6 separate regions of the Mus musculus genome follow, and all the other regions are linked to region 4. Evidence: chromatin contacts called from public promoter capture Hi-C data. All regions are on one chromosome and are shown on one strand. Each heading gives the region's core, a stretch centred on a gene start, on an enhancer-like site or on the middle of the called end of the contact. The rest is flanking DNA. Distances are from core to core; before and after follow the strand shown. Region 1 holds the start of Timeless (timeless circadian clock 1). Region 2 holds the start of Spryd4 (SPRY domain containing 4). Region 3 holds the start of Gls2 (glutaminase 2 (liver, mitochondrial)). Region 4 holds the start of Os9 (amplified in osteosarcoma). Region 5 holds the start of Rbms2 (RNA binding motif, single stranded interacting protein 2). Region 6 holds the start of Stat2 (signal transducer and activator of transcription 2).

Evidence for each region. Promoter capture Hi-C pulls out the DNA fragments that hold promoters and counts their contacts.
Region 1: a promoter capture Hi-C map of pre-B cells shows a contact between it and region 4, with 3 times the contacts expected there. The contact joins the promoter of Timeless here to the promoter of Os9 in region 4. A contact is called at or near these places in 7 of 39 promoter capture datasets (the HPC-7 cell line, the SN4741 cell line, cranial neural crest and 3 more).
Region 2: a promoter capture Hi-C map of pre-B cells shows a contact between it and region 4, with 4 times the contacts expected there. The contact joins the promoter of Spryd4 here to the promoter of Os9 in region 4. A contact is called at or near these places in 2 of 39 promoter capture datasets (cranial neural crest and pre-B cells).
Region 3: a contact with region 4 is called in a promoter capture Hi-C map of pre-B cells, with 4 times the contacts expected there. The contact joins the promoter of Gls2 here to the promoter of Os9 in region 4. A contact is called at or near these places in 5 of 39 promoter capture datasets (cranial neural crest, hippocampal neurons, liver and 1 more).
Region 5: a contact with region 4 is called in a promoter capture Hi-C map of pre-B cells, with 6 times the contacts expected there. The contact joins the promoter of Rbms2 here to the promoter of Os9 in region 4. A contact is called at or near these places in 5 of 39 promoter capture datasets (cranial neural crest, hippocampal neurons, liver and 1 more).
Region 6: a contact with region 4 is called in a promoter capture Hi-C map of pre-B cells, with 2.5 times the contacts expected there. The contact joins the promoter of Stat2 here to the promoter of Os9 in region 4. A contact is called at or near these places in 4 of 39 promoter capture datasets (the C10 cell line, cranial neural crest, hippocampal neurons and 1 more), 1 of 115 datasets of contacts at active chromatin or transcription factors (bone marrow-derived macrophages) and 3 of 9 other capture datasets (adipose tissue, liver and pancreatic islet).

Annotation. Positions count from the first base shown.
Region 1 is chr10:128,229,629-128,233,580 of GRCm38.p6, forward strand. Timeless (timeless circadian clock 1) reads left to right here and starts at 2,435. Exons shown (of 29, transcript NM_001164081.1): 1 at 2,435-2,547. Mip (major intrinsic protein of lens fiber) reads left to right here. Exons shown (of 4, transcript NM_008600.5): 4 at 691-2,184. The coding sequence ends at 876. It overlaps Gm26847 (a long non-coding RNA gene), which reads right to left and starts at 3,435. Exons shown (of 2, transcript XR_380941.4): 1 at 3,120-3,435; 2 at 962-3,027.
Region 2 is chr10:128,209,436-128,213,351 of GRCm38.p6, forward strand. It overlaps Spryd4 (SPRY domain containing 4), which reads right to left and starts at 2,359. Exons shown (of 2, transcript NM_025716.2): 1 at 2,274-2,359; 2 at 473-1,956. The coding sequence starts at 2,358. The coding sequence ends at 1,418. Gls2 (glutaminase 2 (liver, mitochondrial)) reads left to right here. Exons shown (of 18, transcript NM_001033264.3): 18 at 1-569. The coding sequence ends at 9.
Region 3 is chr10:128,192,862-128,196,826 of GRCm38.p6, forward strand. It overlaps Gls2 (glutaminase 2 (liver, mitochondrial)), which reads left to right and starts at 1,774. Exons shown (of 18, transcript NM_001033264.3): 1 at 1,774-2,046. The coding sequence starts at 1,865.
Region 4 is chr10:127,119,038-127,122,871 of GRCm38.p6, forward strand. It overlaps Os9 (amplified in osteosarcoma), which reads right to left and starts at 2,123. Exons shown (of 15, transcript NM_001171026.1): 1 at 1,920-2,123; 2 at 1,332-1,508; 3 at 567-630; 4 at 366-442; 5 at 62-160. The coding sequence starts at 2,081.
Region 5 is chr10:128,174,955-128,179,181 of GRCm38.p6, forward strand. It overlaps Rbms2 (RNA binding motif, single stranded interacting protein 2), which reads right to left and starts at 1,614. Exons shown (of 13, transcript NM_019711.2): 1 at 1,396-1,614. The coding sequence starts at 1,461.
Region 6 is chr10:128,268,964-128,273,176 of GRCm38.p6, forward strand. It overlaps Stat2 (signal transducer and activator of transcription 2), which reads left to right and starts at 1,535. Exons shown (of 24, transcript NM_019963.2): 1 at 1,535-1,754. It overlaps Apof (apolipoprotein F), which reads left to right. Exons shown (of 2, transcript NM_133997.3): 2 at 32-2,287. The coding sequence starts at 49. The coding sequence ends at 996.

The DNA.
Region 1 (3,952 bases), core at 1,185-3,684, 1.1 Mb after region 4:
ATGGAGGAGTAAGAAAATAAAACGGTTAGTAAACCAGAAGAAAATGACAGGTTTTGGGATATAGGCAGCAGAGTCTAGATTTTTCTAGACAATTTAAGTTTTGTTTTGTTTTATTCTGGGTCTTTTGTTGTTCTGAGACAGTTCTCGCTATGTAACCTTGAACTTGCTGTGTACACCGGGCTGGCTTTGAACTCCCACAGAACCTCCTGCTTTGTCTCACTGTTGCGGACATGAAAGCCGAGCGCCACCATGCACAGCTGTATTTTATTTTTTAACATATACGGGTGTTTTGCATGTGTGTCTGTGCACTTTGTGCCTGCCTGGTGCCCTTGGAGGCCAGATGGAGCATTTAGATCCCTGGGAACTGGAGTCACAGATGGTTGTGAGGTGCCATGTTAATGCTAGGAAATGATCTTGGGTCCCCAGCAAGAACAGCGAATGCTCTGTGCCATCTCTTCAGCCCCACTGAGTCTATAATTTTAAAACCAACCAACAAACGAACCAAGAGAGCTGGTGTTCTGTTCAGTGCTAGCCCACAGGCTTCATTCACATGAAGAGCCCCAAATGCAGCAGGAAGAACAAAAAGCTACATTAGCTTTCACTAATGCCTAGCTGTGCGCCTGAGAGCAGGATATGCTGTGTTTTCCTGAAGAGTCCCGAAGCCTGAGCATGCCTCCTCTCTTCCCACAGGTGTACTGGGTGGGCCCGATCATCGGAGGGGGCCTGGGCAGCCTACTCTATGACTTTCTCCTCTTCCCCCGGCTCAAGAGTGTTTCTGAGAGACTGTCTATCCTGAAGGGAGCCAGACCCAGTGACTCCAATGGACAGCCAGAGGGTACAGGGGAACCTGTCGAACTGAAGACTCAGGCCCTGTAAAAGCTCCAGTTGGAGAGAGCCGCAGAAAGCCGCTGGGTTTCAGGGAGGGCCAAACCGGCCCTTGGATGAAGAAAGAGACTGTGGGGAGGGTCATGTACTTCTTTATTTTTTAACTTACGTTTTTCATTTTTTTCCCCCTTTTGCTGTGTGAAATCTTTCAAGTTGCATTCACGACTGGTTAGTGCAAACTTCCCTTCCTCCCCGCTCCAGCTACCCTCGCCGTGTGTGCACGACTGTTCATATGAATGTGGGTGCGTGTGGCCGTGTCTGAGTTTGCGGGCACAGAAGCTAGGGGAGGGGAAAGAGGTGTCAACATGTATGTCATTTCCCACCCCAGTTTGGTGAGCACAGGGAACCCGAGTTTCTGGCCTTTACCCTGCTTCCATTCAAGTATATGCACCTTGATTTTTGAAGGGTCACGGGGGTGGGTGGGGTGTCGTTCCTCTCAGGAAGCAGACAGCAGAAAGAAAGGAGGAGGGAAGGCATTCCAGGGGTTAGGAGGTCTGGTGGGAGAGGAATCCAAGATTTTATTTCCAGATCACCACACAAGTGTACCTAAGTTTTGAGGGAGTTAATGGGAGACTATAGGCTACGGATCTCATGGATGCTCATCCCAGAGAAAAGTAAACACGGGCCTTGAGTTGTTCTGTAAAGCCACATAAGCCTGCCTACATCCACCGGCTGGGCTGTGTGTTCAGAAGCCTTGAGCCACGGACCTTCCAATAGAAACAGGGGTTAGGCAAGTTTAAAAGGCCCTGCCTAATAGCCCCAGACAGAAGGTGCTGAAGCCCAGAATTGCTCTCTGAGGCTAAAACAGGAAATCTGGTGTCTGAAGCAAATTTACAGGAGTTGAGGGGCAAGACGGGGGTGGGGTGAGTGGGTGGGGGAAGATTCATTTAGAGCAAACTGAACTTTGCAAATGGCATCTCTGTACTTTTATCACTAGCTCCATAGTCTTTTATTTTTGTATGTCTTTTCACTTTTCTCTCGGCTATCCTTTCTGCTAACTCTCCCTCATGACCCAGATATCGATCTCCTCAATCTAAACGCTTAATTCAGAGATGATTTTTTTTTTTTCTTTTGGAGCCCTATCTTGTATTTGTTCGTAAAACAGCATCGTCTCAACAGGGGCGCAGGTGACCCTGAACGAACAAGGAATATTTATTTCAGATCTTTCTATTCTGAGCTTCCTGTATATACCTTGCCAGCTTTAAAACATATGCCTGTAAGAAGACAGACAACCCAAAACTCCACCCCAAACATCAAACTCTCCACTTCCTCCCAAATAAAACACATCTTTTCTAACTAGCCATTTAAGACTTTGGAATAGTCCACTGGACTGGAAGGGGAAGTACGTCTGTAAATTCTCCCTTAATTCGATCTTGATTCTTATTATAATTCAGTAGAAAACCCATAGCGTTTTGGTTTTTTACTTTAACGCAGATGCCCGACTCACATAAAACAGTCCTTTTGGGTTTCCCTTCTTTATCCAATCCTCCCTCTCTCGTCTAGAGTCAAGTGGCTCTGCCCGCCCCGCCCCGCCCCGCCCCGCCCCGCCCCCGCCCGCGCAGGCGCAGACTGGTCGCTCTCAGCCGAGTGGCGGGAAAGGCTGCGACCCCGCACCTCAGGGCCTCAGGCTCTGCGAGGCTTCAGAGGACTCGCGGAGAGCGGGTGAGTGTGTCCGGAGGACCCAGGACCGACAACGGGCGTCCCTGAGGTGGTGGGACGGCGGGGCGGCGAGCAGCGGAGCAGTGAGCGGCTACTTTCCCGCCGCGCGGTTGAAGGGCGGGGGCGGGGCTCCCGGCGCGCACGCGCGTTCTGATCCTGCTCCCGGGCGAGCGCGCCGGAGACCTGCCGGGTTTTCGCGGGTCTCTGCACACCCCGAGCTCGGGCTAGGGAAGGGACGGTGAGGCCAGGATCTTCGAGTTCCGAGAGTAGAACAGAACCCTTCTGCAGTCCAGACCCGAAGACACAGTGGCCTGGAGGTCGTCAGGAGCCAGGATTCTCAGGCTTTGGGGTCTTCATAGGCCTGGTTCGATCCTCTTGCCTAAGAAGGACACAACCTCTAGGGGTGTCAGCTAGGACAAGAGCCATTAGTTAAGCTTCTTTCCTGGAGTGTCATTTCTTTGTCTTTGATGCTGTCACTAGAACCTTGTTTTGGAAAACAAAAATCAAAAAAACTGAAGCCCGTGGTTTTACATTTACTTTGAAACCCCATTTTGGTCGCGTACGGTTTTGCTTACCCAGGTGGGTGTCTTGCGTCCCTGACATTTTTCTCATCCAGTTTGACTTCCAACCTCAGGGAAAGGATGTGTTTGCTTCGCGTCCGCTCGTACCTCAAGGTACTTGAACTCCCTCTGCTGGAGAGTTCTTGTCACTTAAGTGCAGTTGCCCTAAATTCCAGTAATTCAGTTTATCCAGCCCTCCAAGCTAGTTACCCCACAGACAAAGCCTCAGCAGGTTGGGTTGCTTGTTACCAGCCTGAGGATTTGAATGAAGTCTTAGGGGCCCTCATGGTGGAAGGAGAGAACTGAATCCCATGAACAGGAACACACAGAAAGATGAATCATAAATAAAAGGACAGGGTCTCAGTCCTGGCTGGGCTGGAATTCTCTGTGTAGACCAGGCTAGCTTCAGACTCACTGGGGGAAAGGAGCTTGCAGTAGGAGTTTCAGCCCTTCATGGTAACATGATTAAAAGCAGACCCTGGCATGGTGGAGCACACCTTTATCACAGCAGGAGGATCTTTGTGAGTTTGAGACCAGCCTGGTCTACATACTGATTTCTAGGACAGTCAGGAGTACATGGACTAACTTTGCCCCAAAGTTGGGGGAAACATAAATAAATAAAAGAGTTTCTGTTTAATTTTTTTTGTGTGATGGAGCAAACACTGGATGTTGAAAGCATTCTTCAACTGAGACAGCTCTTTCATCTTTTTTTGGGGGGGGGGGGCAGCTTCTTAGGCCCACCTTTGGAAAAGACAGGTAGGAAAGGCCTTTGGTCTGTTACAGATGTGTGTGGGCATGCACATATTTATACATACATATACACACCTAAGCATGCACACAATACACCA
Region 2 (3,916 bases), core at 1,109-3,608, 1.1 Mb after region 4:
ATGGTATGAGCACAGGCCCAGGGGCAGTCCCTGCTTCAGAAAAAGCATGAGCTGGCCACACATTTAACCCACAGCCACCAAAAATACTACGGCAAGCTGCTTCCTTGGGGATCGACACAGCCATTTGGTGACACAGGCCAGTGTTTTCTGAGAATCAAAACGCCCCATCAGTTCAGTGCACAGCACAGAGAAAAGCCTCAATGGATACCTGAGCAGAGCTAGCTACAGAGACCTCCAGATACAGCTCGAGAGTAGCCCGGGTCTTTACCCAGGTCCCCTTTTCCTCTCTGAAGAAATCATCATGCCAACAAGCAACTTCCTTGGAGAGCCTCTAGCTACATGCATATGTATCTGCCGCAGAGTAAGAGAAATGGGTGAGAGCCAAACCACGTGGCTTTAGAAGTCTGCGGAGATCTGTCCATCTTAGCCAGGACACGCTGCTACTGCTGACAGCAATTTTATAGACAGAGTATTTTGTGTTCAAATAAACTTTAATTACATGAATTATAATTTTTATTTTATATTTTGCTAAATTTAGTCGTTCTCTTTCTCCCCTAAGGACATCATCAGTTATCACCATTGTAGCACCCAGGGTCAGACAAGTCCAAACTGAATATTCCGCATACATATTCAACTGTTTCACCAGGTTTTCCTCAAACCAAAATACTGCTTTTATTAAGTACATTCTGTGGCCAAGGGAGATGGGAGTTGTGGGTCTGAACAGGCTCCAAAATGGATTGTGTAAAGTTGTCTTTTTTCTGGAGCTTTGAACTGTGGCAGATACACAGAAGGAACTTATCGAGGGTAACGTTTCTGGCACCAGAGCCATACATGTCTCCCTAGTGTCTCTTTCCCTTTGTCACATAACTGGCACAATGGTTATGGCAAACTGCCTAGGTATCAGGTATCCAGAAGACAGATGGACTCAGAGTGGAGATAGCTGCATCTGGGTTGGACTGACATCTCTAGTGCTGAGGTACAACTGAGGAAGCCAGAACCCAAGAATCTGAGGTGCATCAGAGAAAAGGCCAAGCCTGTGGCTGCCACTCCTCCAGCCAGAGGTAGAGAGCATTTACTCTAGAGAATCTGGTGAGCCCCCAAAACAAGTTACATGTGGATAAGGGACGGGCCGAGAGGCAGGACCGCAGGACTGAACAGTCTAAGGTGTGTGGGCACAAGTAGAAGGACCCAAAGAACTGGCCTGAGGAGGCGAATCCCCTGATGACCTAGGAAACTGGCGACTTTGGCTGTATACCTAGCTCTTACAGAGTAGGGCCCAGGGGAAGATGGCTACAATATTGCACAAAGGATCCCAACAGAATTGTGAGAGCTACCAGTTGCTTGAAACAAAGTAAAATCGCTTTAGACACTAAGGACAGAAAGCTGACCATGAGCACGATTCAGGGTCTTGGCCACATTAGAGGCCCTTGGGCACTTCGAGTCCTGAGTGGGTTAGCAGCTCTCCATCCCAAAGAGCAAAAGCAGGTGCCACTGGGCCCCGGAAATCTGTCTGTAGTGTGTGGATCACAGAGATCCGACTCACATCCACCAGGCTCAGCTTCTTTGCCTCATAGTCCAGCAGCAGCCCCACCTTCTCTGGTTGCCCAATACCCTTAATTGGAGCTTTTTCGTTGGCCAACATGCTGTGCCACTTGCGCTGGGCATAGGAGAACACCCAGGAACGATCATCAGCACCAACGCAGCTGTCCCGGGACATGTCCACGTCTGCCACTCCTATCCGGAACTGCTGGGAGCGCTTCACTGTTACCTCCCAGTAGTGTCTGCCACTGGTGACTGTGGTGTCTCCGAGCACCACTGCCCACTCCCGGAAGCGCTCCAAATTCAGGGCCACCTTGGTGGGTTCCAGTCCCACCAAGCCATATTTGACACCCGTGTCGCCTCTGAAGAGTGCCAGGCTGCTGTGGGCCGTTTTTTCTTCCAGTTTGAAACTGATGCCTGAGGGCAGAGCAAAAAAGAACTCGTAAACCTAGGGCTGTGTTTGATCTGAAAGCTGTCCAGGCGATGACGGGAAATCGAGAAAAGTCAATGTCAAATGTTAACATGGAAAGAGCAGAGGTGCCGCTTTAGTAAGACAGCCCTGGGAGCTGCAAATCACTGACTGGGGAAGCCAGAAGCCGGTGCCCCAGGTTTGGAATCTTGCTAGATCAAGGCAGAGGGGAGAGAGGAGAAATGAGGAGTGGAGTTCTCTGATCGCGCTCTGGGAATGACACGTTAACTACTTTGGAGTGACAGTAAAAAAGAAATATGCCTACCTCTCCGGGATTCCACAGCAGGGACCCCCCATCGCTTGGTGCCCCAGCGGTACAACTTCCAACAGCGTGCAAAGGGCAGCGCCATCTTGTGCCACAGATGCACGGGGCACGCCCCCAGGGGACACCGACCAATGACTGGTCCGCGCCCGGAGCACGTGGTGCGAGACGCGAGTGTCGTGAGAAATCGGTATCTCGGTGATTTCTAGTCTGGCGAGCTAGATCAATACGTGAAGAGACGTACTGATTATATCTCAACTAAGTAGGATACCCCTCTCACACACACACACACCCAGAGAGCCTGTGTAAACAGAGTCTCTGATTTGTTTGGTTTTGAAACAGGGTCTCCTGTAGCCTGGATTGGCCTGGAATTCATTATGTAGTCATGGCTGGCCTCAATTTCATAAAAATCTACCTGCCTCTGCCACCCAAGTGCTGAGACTAAATTAATGCATGCGATACCAAGTCTGGCAAGATAAAAGAAGTATTTTTTTAAAGTAGTTTAATCCGGGGGGGGCGGGGGGAGTGACACACAGCCCTCAGGAGGCAGAGGCAGGCAGTTTTCTATGAGTTCGAGGCCAGTCTGGTCTACATACCAAGTTCCAGGACAGGCAGAGCACCACACATTATTTAAAAAAAAAAAAAAAAAAAAAGCGTAAATCCGTTTCCCAGAGCCTCAGCATTCTCTTTGGACAGAATGTGTCTACATTCAAGCTTACTGTTCTGTCTTCTGAGACAGAGTTACTATGTAACCTTTGCAGGCCTCAAACTCTAGATCCTGCTGCCTCAATTTCCCAAGTGCCAGGTTGTGCTCAGTTTTTTTTTGTTGTTTTTTTTTTGTTGTTTTTGTTTTGTTTTTTTCGAGACAGGGTTTCTCTGTATATCAGTTTTTTATTATTATAGTTTGAGACAGGGTCTCAAGGATCGGCCTGCCTCAGCCCGCGGAGTGCTGGGATTAACAACATGACTTGTGCTCATTATTATTATTATTGTTATTATTATTATTATTATTATTATTATTATTATTATTATTATTATTATTATTATTTTCGAGACAGGGTTTCTCTGTGAAGTCCTGGCTGTCCTGGAACTCACTCTGTAGACCGGGCTGGCCTCGAACTCAGAAATCTGCCTGCCTCTGCCTCCCGAGTGCTGGGATAAAAGGTGTGCGCCACCAACGCCCGGCTACCTCATTATTTTTTAATGTATAAATGAGCTTGAAAGTGTGTGTGGGGTGGTGCAGTGACTCATTCTCTCCACTAGGGTTCAGTCAGGCCCAGCCTTTTCAGCCCCGTAACTGTAGAGATGCAGGTTAACTTTTTTTTTCCCCTTCTAATTACAAAACTACTTTTAATACTTTGAGGTATGTCGCATACCTCAAAACTGGGAAGAGTAACCTCACTTTCCAGGAGTGGCCCAGGGTAAGAGAGGAAGGAAACACGAGAGGGACCTGCTGCAGACTTGCAAATGCCGAAGGGAAGGAACTGTATAGCACGGTGGGAAGGCTCTGGCGCATAGGCGAAGACCAAGAGGGTTGGTCACGAAGCCGTTCTCGTTTGCCTTTTTCTGTTTCTGCTGCACGACCTCCGAGTCTCTCCGCCTGCGGGCGGCAGAGGAAACCAATCGTTATCCCGGCGCTTCCCCTT
Region 3 (3,965 bases), core at 524-3,023, 1.1 Mb after region 4:
GGAGGCCAGCCTGGTCTACAAAGTGAGTTCCAGGACAGCCAGGGCTATTCAGAGAAACCCTGTCTCGAAAAAAAAAAATCTTTAAAAAAACATAACAAACAAAAACCCCCACATTTATCTAAGTGTGTGGGGGGGTTTCATGAGAACCATTGTCTGAGTAATTATCAGGTTTGGGAACAAGAGCCTTTACCCAGTGAAGTGTCTTGGTTCCAATTTGGTTTCCTCTTTTCAAAACAAACCTAGTAACTGCTTCTTTGGCCACTGCTAGGGGAAAATAAACTAACTGGTTGGCATAGCATACACATGCAATAATAGTTGTTAATATAATTCCTGCTAAGTCAAAGTGCTGTGAGGGCTGAGGTCAGGTGAGTGAAAGCTTTCGAAGCCCACGCTGGCCTTGGACTCTTTCAGATGACGTTGAACTACTGACCCACTTGTCTCCACATCCCTGGCGCTGGGACTCCAGGAATGCTGACCACCACATTTTTAATTCTCCTAAATTTTGTGCATTTTCTCCACTACAAACCAAGACCACACCTTTAATCCCAACACTCTGGAGCCTAAAGTAGGTGGATCTGAGAGTTTGAGGTCAGGCTGGTCTAGCTCGTAAGTTCTAAGAGATACGGAGAGGCCAGGTCTTAAAACTAAAAACAATTGGGGGAGCACGTATATGTTTTGTGTTTCTTTGCTTTTTTGTCGTGTGTGTGTGTGTGTTTGTGTGTGTGTGCACGCGCACCGGCATGCGTGTGGTGTTGCACACCCCTGCAATTCTAGCACTTGAGAAGTTGAGGTAGAAGGTTGGCCACGAATTCAAGGCCAACACGGGCTACAAACTGAGTACTACGGCAACAAGGGCTATATCTCAAAGCCCTGTTTCTAAAACAACAATAAAAAAAGATTTCAGCCGGCCCAGCACTTGGGAAGCAGAGGCAGGCGGATTTCTGAGTTCGAGGCCAGGCTGGCCTACAAAGTGAGTTCCAGGACAGCCAGGGCTATACAGAGAAACCCTGTCTGGGGGGGGTGGGGGGGGGGAAGATTTTGAGTTCACTGGCTTATTTTAATACGTGAACTTTAGAGAAAGAGAACTTTAGAGAGAGACTATAAGTCCTCCGCAGCCACCAAATGACCTAAGAACCTGGGCTCCATGACGCCTAGCAATGAAGCGCGGCGGGCTGCTTCTGGACCGTCTTTCTGTCCACTCAGCGCCAGCGCGCATCCGTGATTGGGGTGTTTGCAGCCCGCACCGCCTGCCTGTAAGTGTGCACTGGCCACCCCTGGCCTTCGAACATGGAAGGTCACTACGTGGCTCCCGCATCCCGCTCGCTCTCATCTCTCTTTGAAAGTGTGGCGTTTTCATCTGCACCAGAGCACTCCGTCGTCCCCAGCCCTGGCGCGTTTCCACGAACTCCGACTGCGCAGAGGCCGATCCTCTCCCCGCCAAAGCTCTGACGCGCGCCGGTGTCCCGACTGTCCCAGCCTCCCGCGCCTTTCCCCGCCTCCCAGCGTTCCTCCTCCTCAGTGATTGGACGCGGTTCCTGTCCCTTTTGACTCCAGACCACGCCCCCTCCCCACCCAGCCGCCTCCAGCTTCTCCTCAATCGAACCCGTGGCGCTCCTGGCTGGAGGCTGTGAGGGGACTATGGGTGTACCTGCGGGATCCGAGTCGTCCCGGACTGGCCCCTCCCCGGACCCCAACCACTCCCACCGGGCCGGTCCTTCCCCCCCCCACCCCCCCCCCGCAGGCTCCACTGGCCCCAGGACTGCTCCCGGGCTCCTAGTCTCGCCCGCCACTCTTCCGCCCCTCCCTCCTCGCCGCCGCTCGCACGTCTGGAGCGCCCGGGCCGAGCGGGTGGCGCGCCGGGGGCATGCGCTCCATGAGGGCTCTGCAGAACGCGCTGAGCCGCGCGGGCAGCCACGGTCGGCGGGGAGGCTGGGGTCATCCGAGCCGGGGCCCGCTTCTGGGCAGGGGCGTCCGGTACTACCTCGGTGAGGCCGCAGCGCAGGGCAGGGGGACGCCGCACAGCCACCAGCCGCAGCACTCGGATCAGTAAGGCTCGCGGGACAGGGGCAGGGGACAGGCTGGCTCCCACTCCCACTGTCGTTCTCGCTAGCTCCCTGGGAGTCCCCTTCCCCAGAGAGCGAGCGCATCTCATCTCCTCTCCGCGCTCACTAGCCTGCGATGCCTTTTCCTTTAGATGTGGGGCTTTGGGTCCGCCGCGCTCGGGCGGTCAGGTGCTGTCCGCCGCGCTCGGGCGGTCAGGTGCTGTCCGCCCGGGAGGGCGTTTGGGCAGGTCGGTCTTCGAGATGATGCCTGTCCAAGGTGCGTACTTATTTGGGAACGCAGATGGGCGCGGAGTGTTGCTTGGTGCACGTGTCTGAGTGCAGGGCCGAGTGCACACCTGCCCATCCCCAGCCTCTCTTCTCTGGTCCCAGTATTTTAGGGAATTTTGTGGATATCGAACAGCTTCCTGCCCCAGGTCCAAGTGCGCTTGGGTCTGACTGTGTGGGGTTTCTTGTCTCTGCCTGTCGTCAGTGGGTAATGTGCGGTGTGCGTCATTGCTGATGCGCACGTAGGTGCGTATGTGTCCGGAGTGTTTTTGTAGCAGAGCTTAACCGTGGAATATCTTATATGCTGGCAAAACACTGATAATCAAGTTTCCAACTTGGTTTTGGAATGCGTTGATTATTCATAAATGAGAAAATTGTGAGACAGTTCCTAAACCAGTCAGCTATTGCGTTGCTCTGCCTCTCTAAATTGAAGTGTTTTTCCCCTTTGGGGCCATCTTCAACCCAGGAAGTCGACCCCCCCCCCCCCAGCATACATTGCCCAGGAATGCTTAGTAGCTGGGCTTTCTCTCCAGCCCCAAGAGGAGTGTTTTCAAAGCATGAAATTTGTTATCCTCAGACATCCAGCTGGACGTTGTCCTGGTAGCTCCTGCCTCATTATGGCAGTATAGGAAATGGACCGTTTTTTCCCTATCATATCAGCTTAGTGATATTTAGAAACATATGCACACCATAATTAAATGAACCAGACTGACACAGCAAACTACCTCAACACCAATAAATATGGTTGGGTAAGCAAATACCATTTGCTTATCCGTTCCCTTGTAAGACCTTTGGGGTGAGGAGCCAGAGGCATCCCTGAGTCCTCCTTACGCATCACAATTCACTGCAGTATGTGACAGAATTGTGTTGTTGTTTGTTTTTTCAAGACAGGCTTTCTCTGTGTAGCCCTGGCTGTCCTGGAACTCACTCTGTAACCCAGGCTGGCCTCAAACTCAGAGATCCATCTGCCTCCACCTCCCCAGTGCTGGGATTAAAGTCATATGGCACTACTACCTGGATGTGACTGAATATTTGTAGGAGACCTAGTTTTTTGTGGCTGCTTGTGTTCCAGGGAACTAATTGGTAAAGGTCTTAAACCTTGGCTCCCTTTGGAAGGTAAAGGAGGTTGGCAAAGAGGAAATACATTCTGATTATTAATTCTAATAATTCTGATTATTTAAAAGTATATAGTTTAGGGCTTCAGACCCAGACATTCAGAGTACTTGTTACTCTGGCAAAGGACTTGGATCTGATTTCCAGCACAGCACGTGATGGCTCACAACCATCTGTAAATCCCAGGGACTCACATGGGCATTCATACACACACAAATCTTAGGAAACACTTAAAAATAAAATACTTGCCAGGCGTGGTGGCTCATGCCTTTAATCCCAGCACTCGGGAGGCAGAGGCGGGCAGATTTCTGAGTTCAAGGGCAGCCTGGTCTACAAAGTGAGTTCCAGGACAGCCAGGGCTACACAGAGAAACCCTGTCTTAAAACAAACAAACAAACAAACAAACACCTAATAAAACCAAAATACTTAGCTTCGTTTTATTCTGTTTTTAAAAAGAATACTGTGATAGGTGCTAGAGAGGTGGCTCAGAAGTTTAAAACACTTGATACTTTTTGTTTGTTTCTT
Region 4 (3,834 bases), core at 873-3,372:
TCCTCCCTTAGCAGGCAGACTACTGTTATTCAGGGACCCTTTTCTTTCCTGGAAGACTTACCCGAACTTCAGCTTCTCGGGGCTTCCCGTTGAGATCACATTTGGACCCGTTGCCGTAGGTCTGGCTGTGGTAGCGTTTCAGCCGATGCTGCTTGGAAGCCTGGAGAAAACATGAGGCGGGGTGGAGAGGGCGTGAGAAAGGGAACACACTCCCGCAGGGACCGGGGGATCACAGAACAGAGCCCAGGAGGCTTGATGGGTACCAAACCCCAAGAGGCACACCAGCTCAATGTGACCCTCCCTGTTGCCTGGGCCCTCTATCTGCCGCTCAGCCGGTCCCCAATCCAACCCCACACCCCAGTCACCTTGGCTGTTTCGTCGTCCCAGTTGAAGGAGGACTGGTAGTGGCCAAGATAGAGGACGTCACCTTTGATCTCCGAGTCTGTAAGGGAAACCACAGTAAAGCCCACTATTCTCATGATGAGGCCTAGAAGGGAGGACTGGGAGGGAAGGTTACCAACCACACAGGGTCATGAAGGCTTAGGGGGAGTGTAGGAGCGATTCACCTTCCATATGGTACTGCTGGATATGACGTCCATAACAGAATTCATATGTCCACCAGTCCTTGGTCTGATAGTGGAAAAAGGAACAATCAGGAGGCAAGAAAATGATCTCCTTGTGAAACCACAGTCTCCTGGCTCCGAGATATATAACCTGTCATTTAGTTCTCACCTCCCTTTTTCTCTCCCCTCCCGCATTCTCGACTCTGTGAGAAGGGACAGCTGTTTTCTTTTCGTGGCTGGAGACGCACATCTAAAGTATAACTGATCCCCACCCATGCCCTTTCTTCTTCTTTTCTTCTTCTCTTCTTTCTTCTTCTTTCTTCTTTCTTCTCAGACAGGGCTATGATGCTCTGTGACCCACCTGGGATCACAGGCATAAATCATTCCCTGCCCTCCATAAAGATAAGAAATCATGGTATCCTTGAAGCACTTGGATGAGGACTCCCACAGGTTCAAGTATTCACTGAACTTCGTGGAATACAATGGCATCCTGAGGTAATGAGCAATAGGAGCAGGAGGTGACTTTACAGGTAGGCTCCAGCTCTTCTGGTCCCACCACCGTCCTTCTGATGTTGGTTTAACCTATTTTGAGATCTTCTATCTTAACCTTTCCCTACATTCAGCAGAGTCTTTGCTTTGCACGCCCCCACCCCACCCCCCACGCTCCCCCCCCCCCAAACATATCTAGTACACCAATGGCCCTTTAACTCCCACTGGCCTCCATTCCGGTTCCCAAGCCTTCCCTCCGCCCACCCCAGTTCCTTTCACCTTCAGCAAACAAGGGGCATCTCTCATTGGGCTCAACAATTCAGGGATCCCGGGCCCCTGGTAAGCAGGCGTCTCCTCCTCTCTTTCACGTTGGAAGTGAATAGCTCCAGCTGGTAGGCGGCACTCATAGCGCTGTTTGTACTTTGAAGACACAACCACCACGTCTGAAGCTTGGCTCTGGGAAAGAAGGGTCGGGAAGAGGGGCAGGGAGGCAGAGGCTGGGACCAAGAACAACGAGATCCCTCTTCAGACCCTGGGGACGTGCCCAGTGGAAGAGAGAATAAGCCACAAGTCCTCCAGCTGCCCCGGCTGAGCGGAGGAGAGGGCGTTCTCGCTTCCCCACCCGGCGGGGTCCCAGTGATTTCACTACGACCTGGGGAACTAAGGTCTACAGTGGGGAGCCCTACCCCTGTCGGTGCCTGGTCTCCGAGGATGGGTCTGCCTGCCATTCCCAGCAGGACCGCAGGAACACCACCATCCCTTCTCCATTCCCCCATTCTCCCGAGCCCGGTGCGCAGTTGCCCTTCCTCCTCCACCGTGCGCCCCTTCCTCTTGCACAGGACCCTCACCTCGCCCCACACCCCTTACCTGCCCTCCCATGACAGGCAACGGCAAGATCTGGATGCCATAACGCATCTCACTCAGCTCCTCCAAATTCAGGCTCCCGACACCGCCCGTCAGACGCGCAGGTAACAGGAGCCCTAGAAATAGCAATCCCAACAGACTGGACAGCAGCACCTCCGCCGCCATCTTCCGCTCCGTCTCTGCTAGAGATGTCCCTTCCGCCCCAAACCTGGCAGCGGCCTCACCCGCCCATTAGCGCCCCAAGCTTTCATTGGCTGTCCGGGAGCTCTCTCTTACGTAACGCATCCTCATTTGTAAACGTGGCGTCAAAGCCTCCAGGGAGGCGGGTCGCATTGTTAGTAAAAATCAATAGCTGTTTCTGATTGGCCAAGAGCAACAACCAATCATCGGCGAGATTGGGCCCCTCCCCTCCTCGCTCCTTAATCCTGAGGTGTGGTATGTGGCTGTGTTCTTTTGCCTGTTGTCTCATCCCCAGCTGTCGGAAATAAACCTTCTTACTATTTTTCATATATTTCTTGCAATGTATGGCATCTCCATCGGGCAGAATATTGAAGCGGATGGTGAGTGCGGGGGATATTTTTGGAAGTTACTTAATATCTTTTCAAAATATACTATACAGAAGCATGCTTCTTCATAAAAATATACATATATCGCACAGATATTTATGTATGTACATATATAATTATGTACATATTTACATTTATATACACACAAATATACATGTACATATTTTTATATACACATATATGATAATATATTACCAACAACCAAATAATCTGTGTCAAAACCTGAATTTGCCCTCCAATAAAATTATTTTAAGAAGGAGAGTGTGGTAGTGCATGCCTGTAATCCCGACACTCATGACACAGAGGCAGGAGGCTCAATAATTCAAGGTCATCCTCTTCCATATTGTGAGTTTGAGACCAGCCTTCGATATTTGAGTCACACTCTCAAATACACACAGACACTGGCTTAGCAGGGTTCAAGCTGCATCACAGTTGGTGTACACACCTGGAATCCAAGCAGTCATCCTTGGCTACATAGAGTTGGGTTCAAGCCTGGAATACATAAGACTCTGTCTCAAAAGAAGAAGAAATAATAATGGAGCCAACAGTGGAGGTAGATGCCTATAATTATAAGCTGAGGCAAAAAGATGAACAGTAGGAGCCAGCCCAGCTTATGAATAGCAATCTTTGAGGAGGAGGAGGAGGAGGAGGAGGAGGAGACAAGGAGGAGGAAGGCAGGGGAGAGGAGAAGGAAGAACTAAAAATAAGGGCCTTCTGGTTAAAGTTGGGCTGGGTCTTGGGTATGTGGGTAAAGTGTCTGTTTGTCCAGACTGTAAGGGAAAACCTGTAAAAACAAAAGGGAAATGAAGCTGGAAACAGACGGTAACTGAATTAGCAACCCTGAGAATATCAATTCCTAGACAACGGCAAACGAGAGACATTATATACCATTGGAAAATTTCTGCGGGGAAGCTCACCACGCCAGGGGAAAATCTAAAAGATACACAGACACATATCCTGCTTTTAACACCTTGGGTTATGTGCCTGCACACAGACTTTTCGATCAGATCTTCATAAGACCTCACAGTTAAAAACTCGGAAAGCCAAGCACAGTTATCTATCTAAGGGAAATCCTTAATACACAAGAAAGAAACCAAAACAAGCAAGTCAGAAAGGAAAAAGCAAATTGGAGGCTAGAGAGATGCCTGGGGTGGAAGAGGCAGGGGTAGATGGAAAAGTGTTTTGGTGTAGGCCTGAGTTCATAGAAAAATCTAGCTCAGCCGACAATCTGTCATTTCAACTCATCAGGGCAGTTTTATGTCAGTGTGACACAAGCTAGAGTCATCTGAGAGAAAGGTGCTCCGCTGAGAAAATGCCTCCACAAGATCAGGCTGTAGTCCAGCCCATAGGAC
Region 5 (4,227 bases), core at 364-2,863, 1.1 Mb after region 4:
AGAATAAAGATAGGTGGAATGTTCCCTTTCAAACACACATACATATAAAATGAATTATATATACATATATACACATATAACATATATATATATGCATATATATATATTAGAAGGGCATCAGTTAATACCTATTGAAATATATAATATAATGTTTGTATATGTGTGTAATCAAAAATATGCATAGAGCTTCATTTCTTTTTTTGTTTTTGTTTGTTTTTTGACACAGGGTTTCTCTCTGTAGCTCTGGCTGTCCTGGAACTTGCTTGTAGTCCAGGCCGGTGTTGAACTTAGAGATTGGACTGCCTCTGCTTCCTGGGTACTAGATTTAAAGGCTTGCACCATCACCTGGCTGTAGAGCTTTCTTTCTTAAGCACATAAACAGAATGAAAACCACATAAACTACCCACCAGAGTACTGCCCTGATGAGATACTAGTATTCGAGTCTCTGAAATGGTCTTTTCAGGTCCACGAGGATATGAATCTCTCCCCACCTCCAACATTCCATCAAACAAGCATAGATCTCTGCACCACGTGTTTTCTTAAAGAACAGCTGTAATGCTCAAAAGAGACCAAAAAGTCTTCCTGCTATGGCTCAAAGCTCCTCCTCCAGCATTGCATACCACAAAATGCCAAGAAACTGCCAAGGATACTCTCTGGCAAATGTGGGCAAGCCTGTCTATCTCTCTCCAGGCTGTTCATTCACTCAAACATACCTTAACTCCTCAGGCAGCCAGGGGTTAATCATAAAGACTCCAGGGATCCTTGCTAAGCCTGGCTATCTGCAGGGTTCCAAGTATCCTCTCAAAAGGCATGACCCAAAGAATCACAGAGCTTTCTGCCTTAATCCCAAAGCATGTTATCTCCCCAAATTCCTCTGCCAGGATGGGTGGGGTGGGGTAGGGTCTCTCGTCTAGAAGCACACACTTAATTCTTGATGAGCCTTGAGACCTCTCAAACTACCTGTAATTTTTCTGCTATCTGGTGGGTTGAGTAAAAAGCGAAGTGAGGTGGGGGTAAGGGTGGATGCAATTAACCAAAATGATAAAATAATCTTGCCGGGTGTGAGCCTAGGGACAAGGTCTGAGTTGTCAGACTATCCCCGGGACCATGGGCGCAGCAGCAGACAGGCAGACTAACTTCGTTTCAGAAGATACAAACTTGCAAAGTTGGTTGTTTTTATTCCGCTGCCTCCTCCAGCCTCACAAACTTCTGCTCTAAATTCCTTTAACTCCAGAACCAGGTGCAAAAAGGCAGGAAAGACGCGGTGGAAGGAGAGGCGCTGAAGGGGGACAGAGGAATCTCGTTCCCCTCTTAAAGGAGAATTCTAAAACCAAGGGCGCTCCTGGATCCCTAGGAAAGGAAGTAGCTGATTCCCCAAAAGCACTTTTTTCCTACCTTCTTGTTGTTCTTGTTATAGCCAAAAGTCGAAATCCCAGGCCTGGAAGTCACTGATAGCAGCATTTTTTCTTTACTGTTACGGAGCTGAGAGAGAGAAAGAAGAGAGTGAAGGAAAGGGAGGGAGAAAGAGGGAGGGAGGAGGGGAGGGGGAAAGGAGAGGGAGAGAGGAAGGGAGGGAAAGAGGGAGGGAAGGGAGAAGGGAGGGGGAGGAGAAAGAGGAGAAAAGGAGCACGCAAGAGAGAGAGAGGGAGTGGGGGGGGGGCCTGCGGGGAAGAATGAGCTAGGTCTGCTCCTTACGTCACTGAGAGAAGTTAACCCAAAGTCAGAACGAGCCACTTCCACTGGGTCCTAATGCCCGGGATGTTCTGTTTTGGTTTTGGTTTTCATAGGCTTAGTTCAAGCTAGAAAGAAGAATTCTTAGGTCTAATCCTTTTCAAATGTAACCCTGTTTCTCCATGAACAAGTTCTGATTATTATGAAAAGACAATTAACCTATTATTAATAAAAGACAATGGTTTTTGTTGTTGTTTTGTTTTGATTTGAAGCTTTCTTTCCCTGAGATCTCAGCTACAAGATTTCAAACTTGGCCTGAAAAATGTCTTAGTAAGTTGCCAGGCCTATGCTCAGTTCCCAGATCTACATGGTAGAAGGAGAGAACCAGCTACCAAAAATTTTTCTCCCCCGACCCCAGCACCCAATGTGGCATGCCCACATATGCACATACAAAAAGAAATAAATGAAATAGTATATATATATATATATATATATATTTAAAGACATCAAGCTTAGTGTAAAAGGACCATCTTGACTGCCTCCCAGAGCATGGAAAGAAGACTATATGGCAATACCGTGTGTGAGAGCTCAGAGCTCAGACTAGTTTATATTAGGGTGATTTTTTTTTTTTTTTTTTTTGGTTTTTGAGACAGGGTTTCTCTGTGTAGCCCTGGCAGTCCTGGAACTCACTTTGTAGACCAGGCTGGCCTCGAACTCAGAAATCCACCTGCCTCTGCCTCCCGAGTACTGGGATTAAAGGTGTGCACCACCACGCCCAGGCCCAGCTTATATTAGGGTGATCTTGATGCAGTAAGAAAGATTTTGGAGTCTGGAGAGCTGGCTCAGGGGTTAAGAGCATGGCTGCTACTCCAGGAGAGCACAGCTGATTCCCAGCATCCACATGAGGTGACTCACAGTCACCTCTATGGCCACTAGCTTCCATGGATACCAGCATGCTCACACATGTGTGCTCTCTCTCCCTCTCCCACTCCCCCCCCCCATCATATACACATGCATACGTATATACACATACATAAGTACACAAAACACACACAGAGACACACATACACACACAATGTTTTATTTTTTATTTTTTGAGACAGGGTTTCTCTGTGTAGCCCTGAATGTTCTGGAACTCACTCTGTAGACCAGGCTGGCCTGGATATCTGCCTACCCCTGCCTCCCAAATGCTGGGATCAAAGGTGTGCACCCCCACTGCCAAGCTAATTTTTTTAACATTAAAAAAAAAGTATCTTGGAGCTGGCGAGATGGCTCAGTGGTTAAGAGTGCCAACTGCTTTTCCGAAGGTCCCGAGTTCAAATCCCAGCAACCACATGGTGGCTCACAACCATCCGTAATGAAATCTGACGCCCTCTTCTGGAGTGTCTGAAGACAGCTACAGTGTACTTACATATAATAAATAAATAAATAAATAAATAAATAAATCTTTAAAAAAAAAGTATCTTAAAATTAATAGGGCTGGTGAGATGGTTCAGTGGGTAAGAGCACCTACTGCTCTTCCAAAGGTACTGAGTTCAAATCCCAGCAACCACATGGTGGCTCACAACCACCCATAATGAGATCTGATACCCTCTTCTGGTGCGTTTGAAGACAGCTACAGTGAACTTATTCTAATAAATAAATCTTTTAAAAGAAAGAGAAAAAAGTAATTAATTAATTAATTAATTAATAATAATACAGAGAAACCCTGTCTCAAAAAACAAATAATAATAATAAGAAGAAGAAAAAGCATGGCCTAGGGATGGTGATACACTGCTTAAAGCTGGAACTCCAGCATGTATGAAGAAAGATCACCAAAAGCCTGAGGCCAGCCAAGGCCACAGAGTGACCAGTGACCGTAGGATCCACTGCAGAGCTTGAGGGAAAAGGCCAGCCTAGGCTATACTTTTTTTCACATGATAGTTCAGCAGGTAAAGGTGCTGAAAGATCTGGATTAATTCCTGGGACCCACGGGGTACAAGGGAGAAGAACCTACTCCTGAAATTTGTCCTCTGACCACCGTATGTGCTATAGTATACACTCACCAACACACACACACATACACACACACATTTTAAATGTAATAAAAGAGGACAAAAGTGAGTATGTTAAAAGCATATACAAATTAAATATACAATGGCAATAACTTCAGAGCCCTTGTTCCGTTCTGTCTGGGGTGACCGTTCCCAGCGCGAAGGCATCATCCCGAGACCAAGTCCACGCACCTCGCACCTCGGTGCTTTTGAACAAGTGGAAGCTTTACATTTTGTTATTATTTATTTACTTATTTATTTTTGGTGATCTCGGGAATTCAGCATGCTAAGCACGCACTCTCCCAAGCACTAAGCCAAGCCTTCAGCCCATGTGAGAGCTATCTTACTTAACTTTATGATTAATTTAATTACTTGTTGATGTAAGATAGGGTCTCACTCTGTAGTGCTCACTGACTTCAAACTCCGCATCTCCCTGTCTCCTTAGTGTGCTATTACTGGACATACATGAACGATCGCCCCCCCCCCCCCCCCGTTTTGTTTGGTTGGTTTAGGTTTGGCTATG
Region 6 (4,213 bases), core at 285-2,784, 1.1 Mb after region 4:
CTGCATGTTTTGGGGTTCTCCCTTTTTCCAGGGTGCTCAGCTCCTGACATGCATAGCCTCCGACTCATCCTGATGTCAATCCAGCTGCTTTGCTATCTCCTGCTGTGTCCTGTGGATGCCACTTCACACGGAGAGGCAACCAGTGTCTCTACGGTGCTCCCTCCCTCGAAGTTGGGATACCAGATGCAGACCTCAGACAAGCCCTTGTCCTGCCAGATGCTGCTCCCCAAGTCCCTGCCTGGCTTCACTTACATGCCCCCTGTCTCCAAATTCCTGGTAGGCCTGGCTCTAAGGAATGCTCTGGAGGCAGCTGGCTGCCAGGCTGAGGTCTGGGCTCTTCAGCTTCAGCTTTACCGATTAGGAGGTGTGGAGGCTACACAAGCCCTCATCCACCATCTCCAGGAGCTCCAGAAGAGTGGACACACAGACCGGGAAGTGTCTGTGGATGCCCTGTCCTCTGCTCTGCAGCTCTTAGCCTGGGAGCAGCCAGGTCCAAAGAGGGCCAAACGTTCGATTTCCAACACAGACTGCGACAATGATCAGGAACAGAGTGTCCACAATGTGGTTGACCTACTACCAGCAGTAGGCACCTACTACAACCTAGGCACAGCTTTGTATTACGCCATTAAGAACTGCTCTGACAAGGCCAAGGAACGAGGTCGAGATGGGGCCATAGATCTGGGTTATGATCTCTTGATGGCCATGGTAGGCGCGTCAGGGGGCCCAGCTGGTGCGGTGATCACGGCTGCTCTTAAGCCAGCGATGAAGGCTGGGGTTCAGCGGCTGATCCAGTATTATTATGATGAGAAAGAGGTGACCACCCCTCAGCCAGAGGTGACCACCCATCAGCCAGAGACCGGAAAGGATGCCACCACAGATATCGGTGTTGTGGAAGAAATAGCCATGTCTAATTTTGTGTCAGAAGTTGAAAGTACAACTTCTAACTGGGAGTGGCCTTTATTAAAGAACTATGGTGTCTTGGCGTACAAGAGATAGTAACAAAACAACCAATAAGTGGAAAATTCTGACAAGAGAAGTGTAGATGGATGGATGGGTGGGTGGATGGTTTGGGATACTGTCATCGCTTGCCAGTAATTTCCTTCTTGAAACTTAGATTTTTACACTCTAATGGGGCTGGCTAACTTCCACCTGAACAAGTGATTATAGAAATTAAAAAGCGTTATCATGAACCCACAGTATTTATCATTCATATCCTCAAAAATACCTTATTACCTCAGCTCTTCCCTCCCTATCCTAAGGGACGCAGGTCCCACCCTTTCTATGGAGTCCTAGGTGCCTTCACGCACCCTGGTTTCAGTTTCCTTTCCCTAGAACTCACGGTTCGGTTCGGGTAAATCAGCTGCTAGAATTCCTGGCTAAGACTTTAGTTGGGCTCCGCCCGACTAGGGGGGCGGGAGCGGGCACTAACGAGCTTCTCCCTCTCCGCCAATCACTGAAGTCGGCGGTGTGGTTTCAAGCAGCTTGTCCAGCCCAGCGCTGAACGGGGTTGTGTTTCAGCCAATGAGAGTGACACGCGGGGAGGGCGTGGCTAAGCTTTCGGTCGCCCCACCGATCCCGGAACGCCGAGCGTCCACAGCCGGGTGATCCATTCCGCCAGCCGGGTGACCCATTCCGCTGTTCGCTATCTTGGTCCGCCGGAGTCGGGGGAGGGTGGAAAACGGGTCCTTGAACCGCTTGGAGAATTGGAAGTTGCAGCGAGAGCACTGGAAGGAGCGGCACTGGACCCTCAGAAGGTACAGGCCCCGAAAGGGTGTGCGGAGCGGGGCGGAGGTGCCAGCCGGTTCCCGGGAAGGGCTGCTGCCCCGGGTGATGCCCCTGTAGACAAGGCTTCTGCTCTCTGGCTGAAGTCGAACACCCTGCAGGATGCTGCACCGCTGCACAGTTCTACTTCTCAACCCTGTCGACTTCCTTCCAAAACTCCTCCGCAACCCTTGCAGCTGCTCTATGTACCCATTATGATCCTTGTCATAAGCCAAAGCTTTAACCTCTGCTCTGCGAATCTATTTACTTATTTGTTTGCTTCCTTATTATATTTTTAAAATTTGTATGCATGTTGTGTTTATGTACTAGGTGCGTGCCTGAATTGGCCAGAAGAGGGCCGAATTTACTAGGACTGGAGTTAAGATGGTTGTGAGCAGCCATGTGGGGGCTGGGAACCGAACCCAGGTCCTCTGGAAGAGCAGCCAGTGCTCTTAACCATGGAGCCATCTCTCGAGGCCCTTTACATAATTTTTGATCCTTGCACAAATAAATAAATAAATAAGAAAGACATCCTTGATCATTATGTGTGTGTGTTTGTATAATATATATATATACACATATGTATATATATATATTATATACATATAATACATATAAACTATAGTCCTAGAGGTGAAACTGTTTGCTTAAGGTTACACACAAAGTCTAGTTTATTTCAGAAAACCTTATTCAGTGCAAAACTGATATCGGAGAGTGAAGCCAACTAGAGAAAGTACTTTGTTGCAGCCCCTATAGCCTACGTGCAGTTAGTTCACTTAGGCAGACTTTGGGTGTGAGGGTTGAGACAGGGTTTCTCTGTGTAGCCCTCCTGTCCTGGAAACTCAAAGATCCACCTGCCTCTTCCTCCCAAGAGCTGGGATTAAAGGTGTGCACCAACACCACCCGTCAAGTTTTTGTTTCTTAGAAGCAATACAGGCATATAATTTAAAGAGTCAAGTACCCGTTTGGAGCTGTAGCTCAACCAAAGCTTTCACAGAGAGTAAGGCACGAGGATCAAGGATTGCAAGAAAGCTAAAATGAAAACAAACATTTTGTTTGAAGAGAGATTGGATCAGGGCTATGGAGATGGTTCTTCAGTTAAGAGCACTGTCTGCCCTCCCAGATGTCCTGAGTTCAATTCCCAGCCATGGTGGTTCACAACCATCTATAATCCTAGAGTCCTATAGGATCCAATGCCGCTTCTGATCTGTGGGTGAACATGCAGACAAAACATCCAACATATACATAAAATAAAATTTTTAGAAGGAGAATAATTGGATCTCCTGCCCAATCTCTTCCCTTCTCCATTCCTGCCTTTAAGGAAAGAAAGTCAACGCCTGGACTCTAGGTGGCAATGTTTGCTCTGTAGTAGAATCATGTGACCTTTAAAGAACACTTGTGTTTCTTCTAAGCTTTTCAGCTCTAGGTACAATAAGAGTAAGATTTTTATTTTTTCCTTTTTATTTATTCTTCTCTCATACATCCTGACCATATCCTCCCTTTCCTTCCCTTCTCCCAGTGCCCCCACCCCATCTCTCCTCTCCTCCAGATCCCCTGCCTCTCCCCTGTCAGCAAAGAGAAGGTCTCCCAGGGGTATCACCCAAACACGACATAGCAAGATGCAGTAAGACTAGGCACAAACCTTCAGATCAAGGCTGGCCAAGGTAACCCAGGAGGAGAAGAAGGGTTCCAAGAACAGGCAAAAGAGTCAGAGACACTCCACTCCCCCCACCCACCCCACACACAAGCTAAACAATCATGACGTATTTGCAGAGCACTCATCTCAGAGTGTTGCAGGCTCCATGATTGCTGCTTCAGTTGCTGTGAGCCCCTATGAATCCTGCCTCGTTGATTCTGTGGACAGTGTTCTCATGGTGTCCTCACCCCTTCTGCCTCCTACCGTCCCTCCTCCCCCTCTTCTGCATGGTTCCTCCCCCCCCCCCCCGCCCCCTGCCAAAAAAAAAAAAGCAATTAAATGATTCCTAGTGATTATTCTGCTGTACTCAGATCAGTGTCTAGGGGCTTCCTGTGGCAGCTGGTGGGAGCAAGATGAAGTAGTTATTTATTTATGTATTTATTTCATGTATATGAGCACACTGTGGCTTTCTCCAGACACACCAGAAGAGGGTGTCAGATCCCATTCCAGATAGTTGTGAGCCACCATGTGGTTGCTGGGATTTGAACTCTGGACCTTTGGAACAGCAGTCAGTGCCCTTAACCATTGAGCCATCTCTCCAGCCCCATGATGAAGAAATTTTAATTCCCATTATAGATAAGGGACAGCATCAAGAAGGGGAAAGTGGGCGGGCACACATGGCTCTGCCTGCTTTGTGGCAGGGAAAACAGTTTTTTTTTTTTTTTTTTTAGATTTATTTATTTATTATATGTAAGTACACTGTAGCTGTCTTCAGACACTCCAGAAGAGGGCGCCAGATCTCGTTACGGATGGTTG